3 separate regions of the Mus musculus genome follow, and regions 2 and 3 are each linked to region 1. The links are chromatin contacts, called in public ChIA-PET and promoter capture Hi-C maps. All regions are on one chromosome and are shown on one strand. The core of a region is the stretch at or near the end of the contact, and the rest is flanking DNA. Distances in the headings are between cores, read along the strand shown. Region 1 holds the start of Uimc1 (ubiquitin interaction motif containing 1). Region 2 holds the start of Thoc3 (THO complex 3). Region 3 holds the start of B230219D22Rik (RIKEN cDNA B230219D22 gene).

Evidence for each region. Promoter capture Hi-C pulls out the DNA fragments that hold promoters and counts their contacts. ChIA-PET counts read pairs in DNA pulled down with a chosen protein or histone mark.
Region 2: a contact with region 1 is called in a promoter capture Hi-C map of the SN4741 cell line, with 5 times the contacts expected there. The contact joins the promoter of Thoc3 here to the promoter of Uimc1 in region 1. A contact is called at or near these places in 3 of 39 promoter capture datasets (the SN4741 cell line, frontonasal cranial neural crest and pre-B cells) and 1 of 9 other capture datasets (liver).
Region 3: a contact with region 1 is called in an RNA polymerase II ChIA-PET map of memory CD8 T cells, with 28 read pairs. The contact joins the promoter of B230219D22Rik here to the promoter of Uimc1 in region 1. A contact is called at or near these places in 6 of 39 promoter capture datasets (the C10 cell line, liver, neutrophils and 1 more), 2 of 484 Hi-C or Micro-C datasets (double positive thymocytes and erythroblasts), 3 of 115 datasets of contacts at active chromatin or transcription factors (bone marrow-derived macrophages, effector CD8 T cells and memory CD8 T cells) and 2 of 9 other capture datasets (adipose tissue and pancreatic islet).

Annotation. Positions count from the first base shown.
Region 1 is chr13:55,098,860-55,101,760 of GRCm38.p6, forward strand. It overlaps Uimc1 (ubiquitin interaction motif containing 1), which reads right to left and starts at 1,441. Exons shown (of 15, transcript NM_011307.3): 1 at 1,338-1,441.
Region 2 is chr13:54,467,451-54,470,351 of GRCm38.p6, forward strand. It overlaps Thoc3 (THO complex 3), which reads right to left and starts at 1,390. Exons shown (of 6, transcript NM_028597.3): 1 at 1,091-1,390; 2 at 376-532. The coding sequence starts at 1,357.
Region 3 is chr13:55,691,581-55,694,481 of GRCm38.p6, forward strand. It overlaps B230219D22Rik (RIKEN cDNA B230219D22 gene), which reads left to right and starts at 1,544. Exons shown (of 2, transcript NM_181278.2): 1 at 1,544-1,767.

The DNA of each region.
Region 1 (2,901 bases), core at 191-2,690:
TATCAATTGATTACAATTAAAAGTGATTTGTTTCTGTAACTGAGTAAAGTAAATGCATACCTATAAAATCTCTCTCTCTCTCTCTCTCTCTCTCTCTCTCTCTCTCTCTCTCTCTCTCTCTTACACACACACATACATACACATATAGCAACAGAATTCAGGGGAGATTATTCAGTGGGTAAATTCCAGCAGGTGGATAGTGAGTAGGGGGATCCCCGAGGAAGCCAGCCAGACATACCAACCAACTCCAAGAGACCCTGCCCCAATTAAGATGGAGAGACATTTAAGAAGATTCCCACTAACATCGGTGTAGTGGTGGAGGGTGGTGTGTGTGTGTGCCCGTGTGTGTGTTCACACCCAGTGTGCCCACAAGTGTGCAAAAATAAAAGATTTCAAACGCACCCGGAGCAATAAGTTATCACTGCCTGAATCAATAGACAAACTTGTAGGTTTCTCACACCCAATACTGAGGTTGTTTCTCTCAAGAACCCTAACGCGCCCTAACACATTAGGAACTTTAGTAAAAAAGGAGTTGGCAAGTGGCTATGCCGGGAAATGACACTCATGCGTCTGGCTCCACAAGTAGACTTTCTTTGACTGTGCTACAAACCCAACAACACCCTAACCATTGGGCTCACTTTTTCCGCAGCGTTGCCCGTACATCATATGATGACTACATGCAAGAAGCCTGGAGCGAAGTGGTCCAGATTCACACCCAACTCCATCTCTGAGAGGACCAACGCTCTGGTCTCACAGGTTTCTGACACACCGCCTGTCATCAGCCACGAGAGAAACGCACTAGGCTCGACTGGCTACGTTAAGTGGTAAATGATAGATTTCCAGGGGAAAATATTTCTCGGGAGACTGAGGCAGGAGGTTGGCGAGTTCTATAGAAGCCATCTTGGGTACCCTGTGAGTTCAAAGCCAACCAGAGCTACACAGAGAGACCCGGGTGGTAGCGGTGTCTCGGGCGGCCGAAGAACTAATGAAGCCAACTACCACAAGACAAGCAAAGTAACGTGGGGCAGGCAGCGGGCCTAGGCGGTCCTCGGACGGTCCGTTAGCCGGGCGGGCGACCAGGCTACCAGGAAGCTCGGATAGCAAGAGAGGGCGCTCCGGACGACGACCGCCGCCCGCAGAGGGAGGGGAACCCCGGGGGGCGCGAGCGCCCGGGCTGCCCGGCAGCTGCGAGAGCGACCCGGCCGGCATCGGCTTCCGCCCGGCCGAGAGGCCTAGTCGCTGCGAGGCGCGCCTCGGGAGCAGCGGCAGCCGCCCGGCAGACAGCGAGAAGCAGGCGGCCCCGACGGCCGCGGAGTGCAGAGGCGACGCGTACTCACCGCGGATCTGGCAGCGCCGCCCAGCGCCTCCTGAACGCTGGGGGTCGCGAGCGGCCGCAACTCTTTAGAAAGAGGAGAGCCCGCGCGGCGGCGCGAGGCGGCAGGGGCGGGGAGGGGCGGGGCGAGGGGCGGGGCGCGCAGGCGCGGAGCCCTGTGGGCCGCTGTATGCTCACACAGTTCCTGGGTCCCTGAGTGCTGTTAAGAGAGGGGTTTAGGGGAAACCAAAGAAAGCCAATAGGGTCCCTAGACACCCTTCGAAATAAGCTCTGCTGCATCAAGCTTCCTCTGGTTAATTTATTTGCATGAATCCAAAATTACGTTCAAATTAAATGTTCACATGACTAGTTAGAAACTCTCAGATGGTATAATGTTAATTAATGTCTGATCGTCTTAGCGGAATTTAAGCATCCTAAAACACAAAAATACTGAATCTTGCTCTCTGCTAAGGAGAGATTACAAGAGTGGAGGGCGGGTATGATTGTAGGGGGAGATGAGTGGGATGGAGTGCATGATGTGAAATCCACAAAGAACCAATAAAAAGTAAAAAAAAAAAAAAAAACTAAAATAATAATAATAATACTGAAATTTCTACAACATATATTTCCTTGAAATATATGCTCCAGAAAGTCCATTTCCTTGAGGAGGAAAAAAAAAAAAAGGCAACAGCAGAAATGTCAAAGGTGAATAAAATATGAAATATTCCTACAATAAAATTTAACAAATAAAACTCAAGGTTTGATAGCGCCTAAAAAAATCTTACTAAGCTGGGCGTGGTGGCGCACGCCTTTAATCTCAGCACTCAGGAGGCAGAGGCAGGCAGATTTCTGAGTTCGAGGCCAGCCTGGTCTACAAAGTGAGTTCCAGGACAGCCAGGGCTATACAGAGAAACCCTGTCTCAAAAAAAAACAAAAAAACAAAAAACAAAACAAAACAAACAAACAAAAAAATCTTACTGAAGGGGCTGGAGAGATGGCTCAGTGGTTAAGAGTACTGACTGCTCTTCCAGAGATCCTGAGTTCAGTTCCCAGCAACCACATGGTAACCATCTGTAATGAGATCTGATGCCCTCTTCTGAAGACAGCTACAGTGTACTCATATACATAAAAATAAATCTTAAAAAAAAATCTTACTGAAGCCAGGACTTTTATCTCAGAACTCAGAAGGCATTGGTAGGTCCGTTTCCCCACCTCTCCCAAAAAGGGGATGGTGGTGGTGACGGTGGTGGGTAGTCTCACTGAAATTATAGCAAGCCAACAAATGTGAACACTCTCATATGCTTTTCATAAGCTTACAAAAAGTAGTTCATAGTTTGTGGGAAACAGTACTCCTAAAAGCATAGGTTAATGGACCAGATGATAGATGGATACATCGTGGTAATGATAAAGCAATGGGAGGAGGAGACAAATAGAAAGTGGAATAAACAGGACCTCAGCTAGGGGTCAAAAACCAGGACTAACGACACATGCCACAACTTTGACTCTGGCCCGAGCTGCCCAAGTAATAAGCCAAGCGGGGCTGCATTCCACTTGGCAGCTCCGCTCCTTTATCTGTATGTACTTGACAC
Region 2 (2,901 bases), core at 140-2,639, 630 kb before region 1:
ACAGTGACACGCTTCCTCCAACAAGGCCACACCTAATAGTGCCATGCCCTGGGCCAAGCCTACTCAAACTACCACACTGCTTCTTTGAACACAGCCTTTAAACAAAACGCACAACTTTCCAGATCGCCCATGGTTTCTCAGCCATTGTAACCTGCCTGAATCTCCCAAACTCTCCACGCCTCTGCACATACTACTCTTGTATAGTTTCCACTGCTCTCCTATACATCTACAGCCTGCCAGAAAAGTGCTCTGTTCTGTTCCTGTCTTCTCCAGACAGACACATACAACCCATCCTGATAACCTGCACTTGCTACAAAGATGCTTGCTGCAGATCACACTAGCTTTTCCTCCAGAACCCCCTCTCTCTGAACTCACCTTTCGTATTCACAGTGGCGATGCATTTTGTAGTCCTCACATCCCAGATGCGAATGGTTTTATCTCCAGATGCGGTGACAAAGAGGTCAGGGTTGCTTGGGTGCCAACAAAGCTGGTCCACACTATCTCCGTGGCCCCGGTAGTTGTTTTCTTTGACCTTAAAAGAACAGAATCCAGATGCCACTTTTATCCAAACAGTGGTGCCTTGAAACCAGCAAAGATCTGGATAATTCAAAACAGAAATCTAATTCTTTTTCCAAAACTACAACACCCCCTCCCCCCCCCCCCCATGAACCTCTCTGAGCTTTGACATTGGCCCTTCCTGGCCTCCCTTCTTTCTTTTTCCACCACCACCTCAACCAACCTGTCCTGCGCTATCATTTTCAAATAAAGCCTTCCTCTCCACCCTAGGGGCTCTACCACCCCATTAGTCCCTAGCCACTCGTCACCAGGGCTCTTCTAGACCCTCACCACTTTCTGCCACCTGACTTCAACCTCCCCCGGCCCGCAGCCACGTCGCCACACCTCTTTACTGCCACTAAGTTCGCTCTCTGCTCTCCGCCAGGCAGCCTCACCCCCTTCGTCATTCCAACTCTTCCAGCCCCAAACCCCTTCCTCATCACCGCCAACGACAGGCCATACCCCTACCTCTCCTGCTTTTTCTCCCTCCGCACACAGCCCTCTTCTCCGCCAAGCCCGTGCCCTACAAGCTCACCAGCCGGTCCTTCTCCAGCAAGAACACGCTGGCAGTCTTGTCGAAGGACCCCGAGGCCAAGCGACGGCCATCGCAGCTCCAGGCGACCGAGTGCACCTTAGCACTGTGCGCCGGGAATTCGCGCGTCTTGCTGTGGCCTCGGAAGAGCTCCTGCATCCCGAGCACGTAACGAGACGGGCCACTGCTCACTGAGCACCAGGGCGCCATCGAGCCGGGGCCGCTCTGGCCGAGGGCCGAGGGGCCCAGGACCGCAGCGGGCGCCGCCATGCCTCCCTCCTCACGGACCGCGCGCCGGAAGCTGGATACTCTGAGTCTGGCGCCGTCGCCCTGCACATGCGCCGAAAAAGCGCCGCGTCGCTCCGCGCTGGCGCCTCTCACTCGCGGAACTACAAATCCCGCCATGCAGCGCGCGTCCACCTTTCCCTTTTGAAATAGGACTGATTCTTCCTTAAATTCGCTTTTTTTTGTTTGGTTTGTTTTGTTTTGTTTTGTTTTCGAGACAGGGTTTCTTTGTTTGTTTCCTGGCTGTCCTGGAACTCACTCTAGACCAGGCTGGCCTCTAACTCAGAAAACTGCCTGTCTCTGCCTCCCAAGTGCTGGGATTAAAGGCGTGTGCCACCACTGCCCGACTTGCTTCCCTCCCCCTCCCCACCCCCCACCAAGAGTTCAACTTTTTTTTTAAATGGTCTTCTTACCAGTTTCTTGGTAGCCTTGCTTATTCAAAAAAGAGAGTCAAGATAAATCCTCCAGTTTACCTGCATGTAAAATATCTTTTTTCTAGAGTTGTTTTTCACTGTAAGGTCCTCATCGTGCCCTTAAAGCAAAAGGCCATTGCAAGTTGTCGCTCCTGGAGAAAGGTTAGATGTTTGTGGAATGAAGGAATTGATAAGAAATGTGGGTTTGAGCCGGGCGTGGTGGCGCACGCCTTTAATCCCACCACTCGGGAGGCAGAGGCAGGCGGATTTCTGAGTTCGAGGCCAGCCTGGTCTACAACGTGAGCTCCAGGACAGCCAGGGCTATACAGAGAAACCCTGTCTCGAAAAACCAAAAAAAAAAAAAAAAAAAAAAAAAAAAGAAAAAAAAAAGAAAAAAGAAATGTGGGTTTGTCGGTTGGACTTGGGAAAAGTTGTTCGGTTAATTTGAGATTTGGTTTGTTCGGGGGTTTTGTTTTTGTTTTTAGTTTTTGAAGACAGGGCTTCTCAGTGTATCCCTGACTGCCCTGGAACTCACTCTACAGACCAGGCTGGCCTCGAACACACAGACATCCGCCTGCCTCTGCCTCCCAAGACGTTTTTCTGTCTTTTGATCTTGGTTGTTAAAGGATATTGTATATACATGATAGTAAACTAAAAGAAAATAGCGGAAAGTACAATGACCATTTTGTGTGCCATGCTCACATCTCTGATCCTCCCACTTATGTCTCTGTTAAACCAAAAGATACCCGGGTGGAAAAAAACAATGGTGCACAGCCAGGATTCGCCAAGCACTGGAGAAGAACTGTGCAGGGATAGGGGACACCAGAGGAATATATCCAACAAATATTCGTGTGAAAATGTCCTTATGAAGCCAGCTGTGGTGTCGCAGGCTTATAACCCCATCACTGGGGAGACAGGGACAGGCAGATCCCTAGGACTCACTGGCTAGCTGTCTAACTTCCTTGGCAAGTCCCGGGCTAATGAGTGACCCTTTCTCAAAACAGAACAAGGGATGGTGCCTCAGAACCACCTCCGTGTTGTCCTCTGGCCCCCACATACACACGTGTACTCACACATGCATATCCATGAAATCATTTTAAATGGGTCTATCCCTGA
Region 3 (2,901 bases), core at 294-2,793, 590 kb after region 1:
TTCTTTCTTTCTTTCTTTCTTTCTTTCTTTCTTTCTTTCTTTCAAGATTTATTTATTTATTTCCTGTATGTAAGTGTACTGTCACTGACACACCAGAAGAGGGCATCAGATCTCATTACAGATGGTTGTGAGCCACCATGTGGTTGCTGGGAATTGAACTCAGGACCTCTGGAAGAACAGTCAGTGCTCTTAACCACTGAGCCATAACTCCAGCCCAATACTATCAATTTCATGTTCCGGGCTTATAGTAAGAACTCTGAATCCAGGATAATTCTACAACCAAGCGACTCAGAAGGAAATACCGCCAAATGGAATTAGGCTAGTGGTTCCGCCTTTTAGGATAAAGGATATGGCACATTGTAGAGATGTCAGGGATTAAAAAAAAAAAAAAAACTAAATACTACAGGGCACCCCACATAAAATACCTTAATTATTACACATCTTACATCTGAGAGCCCTAACACCATCACCATCTGAATATTCTCATGTTTGGATATGGGCAGTCCTGCCCTACCCACCCTTAAGAAACTAAAGGGCAGACACTGAGTCTTTTTGTTTGTTTGTTTGTTTGTTTGGGGAGGGTTTCAAGGCAGGCTGTCCTGGAACTCACTCTGTAGACCAGGCTGGCCTCAAACTCAGAAATCCGCCTACTTTTGCCTCCCAAGTGCTGGGATTAAAGGCGTGCGCCACCACTGCCCAGTTTTGAGTTGGTTATTTATTTATTTAGCCATTGTGGGATTTCAGAATCATTTTTATTTGCATTTCCATGATGACTAAGGATTTTCAACATTTCTTTTAGATTTATTTGGGAATACTTCTGCTGCCTGGAGATGAGCTAACTTGAAGCCCAAGGATAGTAAGTACCATGGCTAGAAAATTCTCAAAGACTGAGGTAAGGCTGGGAGCTCCACCTTACCCCTGAGATGCTAGCTGCAGGAAAGAAGCAAGCTTTACTGGTACCTCTGCTGTGAACCCTGACCATGATGAGTCACCCGTGTGCCTACTCATATTGCCGTGCCTAACATTTCTGCTGGTTTATTTTTGTTTGTTCATGCTCTGTAGCCCAGGTTGACTCCAAACTCATTTTATGTATATGAGTACACTGTAGCTCTCAGACACACCAGAAGAGGGCAATCAGATCCCTTTACAGATGGTTGTGAGCCACCATGTGGTTGCTGGGACTTGAACTCAGGACCTCTGGAAGAGCAGTCTGTGCTCCTAACCACTGAGCCATCTCTCCAGCCCCCAGACAATGAATGAGTCTTAAGGGCTGCAGACAGGCATGAGCAAACATCGTTTTCAAACAGCTGTGTAAACGGCTTCTGGACAACTGCAGCGGGCTTCAAACGATGCCTGCGTCACGGAGTGACCCTGCATTCTGGGAAGTCACCGAGCCGACCATCCGCTCGCTCATCTTGGCGGGACTGGAGCTCCGCACAGGGACCGTCCGCTTCGCGCGCGCCTGCGCACTCCGTTCGCGGGCCGCGCGAAGAGTCTCGCGATACTTAGGCGTGCCTGCGCCTGCGCAGGCGGCGCTCACATTCCGGGGCTGTGGCGGCTTCTTCCTCCCGCGTCCGGGGCCCCGCGGTGAGGGCTCCAGGGAGTCGGGCGCTGGCGTGGCCTTCGCCGCCGCCGCCGCCGGCCCTCTGCCGTGACTGGACAGGGCCGCCCGGAGCGGGCGCGGCCGGAGTGAACGGAACGGGCGGGAGCTTTCCTGCCTATGGGCGGCCCCTGGGCGCTCTGAGGGCCGGGCTCCGAGCGGCCGAGGTAGGGCGCGGGGCGGCGGCTGGCGCGGGGCCCGGCGAGCGGGATGCGGGATGCGGCGGCGAGCGCGGGCGCCTCCTTCCTCCGGGGCGGCCTCCTTCCCCGCGGTACTTCCGCCCGGGCGCCCGCCGGCCTCGCGGCAAGCGGAAGTCACGGCGCGGGCCGCGCAGCCAGGGCTGCAGGGTGGGCGCGGGGCCGCAGTCTCGCCCTGGAGCTGCGGTCGTCCCCGCATCCCGAGAGCGCGGCGGGGAACGCCTCGGGGTCCCGTTAGGATGCTGACTTGGGGAAGCGCCGTGGGGCACGGCTAAGGAGCGCAGAGAAGACAAAGGAGACCGTTATTTATGTTGTGTAAACTTCTCGGGAGGCGGGAGCGGAGCAGCATCCTCAGTGGTTGACACGGCCTCCCACACTTGTTTAGAATTATAAAATCATATGTGATTATATACAGTAGTTAGCTAGATAGTAACAAAACACCGAGGGTTGTGGGATATTTGATCCTTGGAGGAGAACGGCGTGTGGGCCTTTGAAGCTTTGCTATATTTACAAAGCTTAAAGGTGCCTTGTGAATTTACTAAAAATAGTTTTTTTGGGAGCAATGTCTGCCACATTCAAGGTAAAAAAAAAAAAAGAAAGAAATGTGATTGTTTCATTGGAAGACGGCAGGATTAAACACCCACAGTAAAACTTAAGGGAAAGCAGGTCGCAGCAGACCTTCAAAACTACTAATTTAGTCACAGTGAAACTCCTCGCTGGCTTCCTTAAACTTACCGGTGCACCATTTTAAAAGATGCTTCTTCGTTTGTTTGATGTGTGCAAGGCATTGGGGTCCACCCCTAGTACCACAAACAAAACAAAACCAACTGTAGCCTTTGCTTTGCAACACGATTTGTTCTGTTAACTCCTAGCTTATGTTCCACCCACGTCTTAAGAGAAATTCCTCCGCCCACTTTTCTCAAATGTAACCTGCATCATTTTAGTGAACTTTGCATGGAAAGAATCCAAGAATAGCTGGGAAAAAAAGCAGTTAAGAGCGTGTACCAGGCTTGAAGAGAAGTAGGGTTTGGCTCCCTGCACTACGGTGCACTGGGAACCAAATGTAACTCCATGTGTTGCACCCCGGGGGGACTCACACTCATT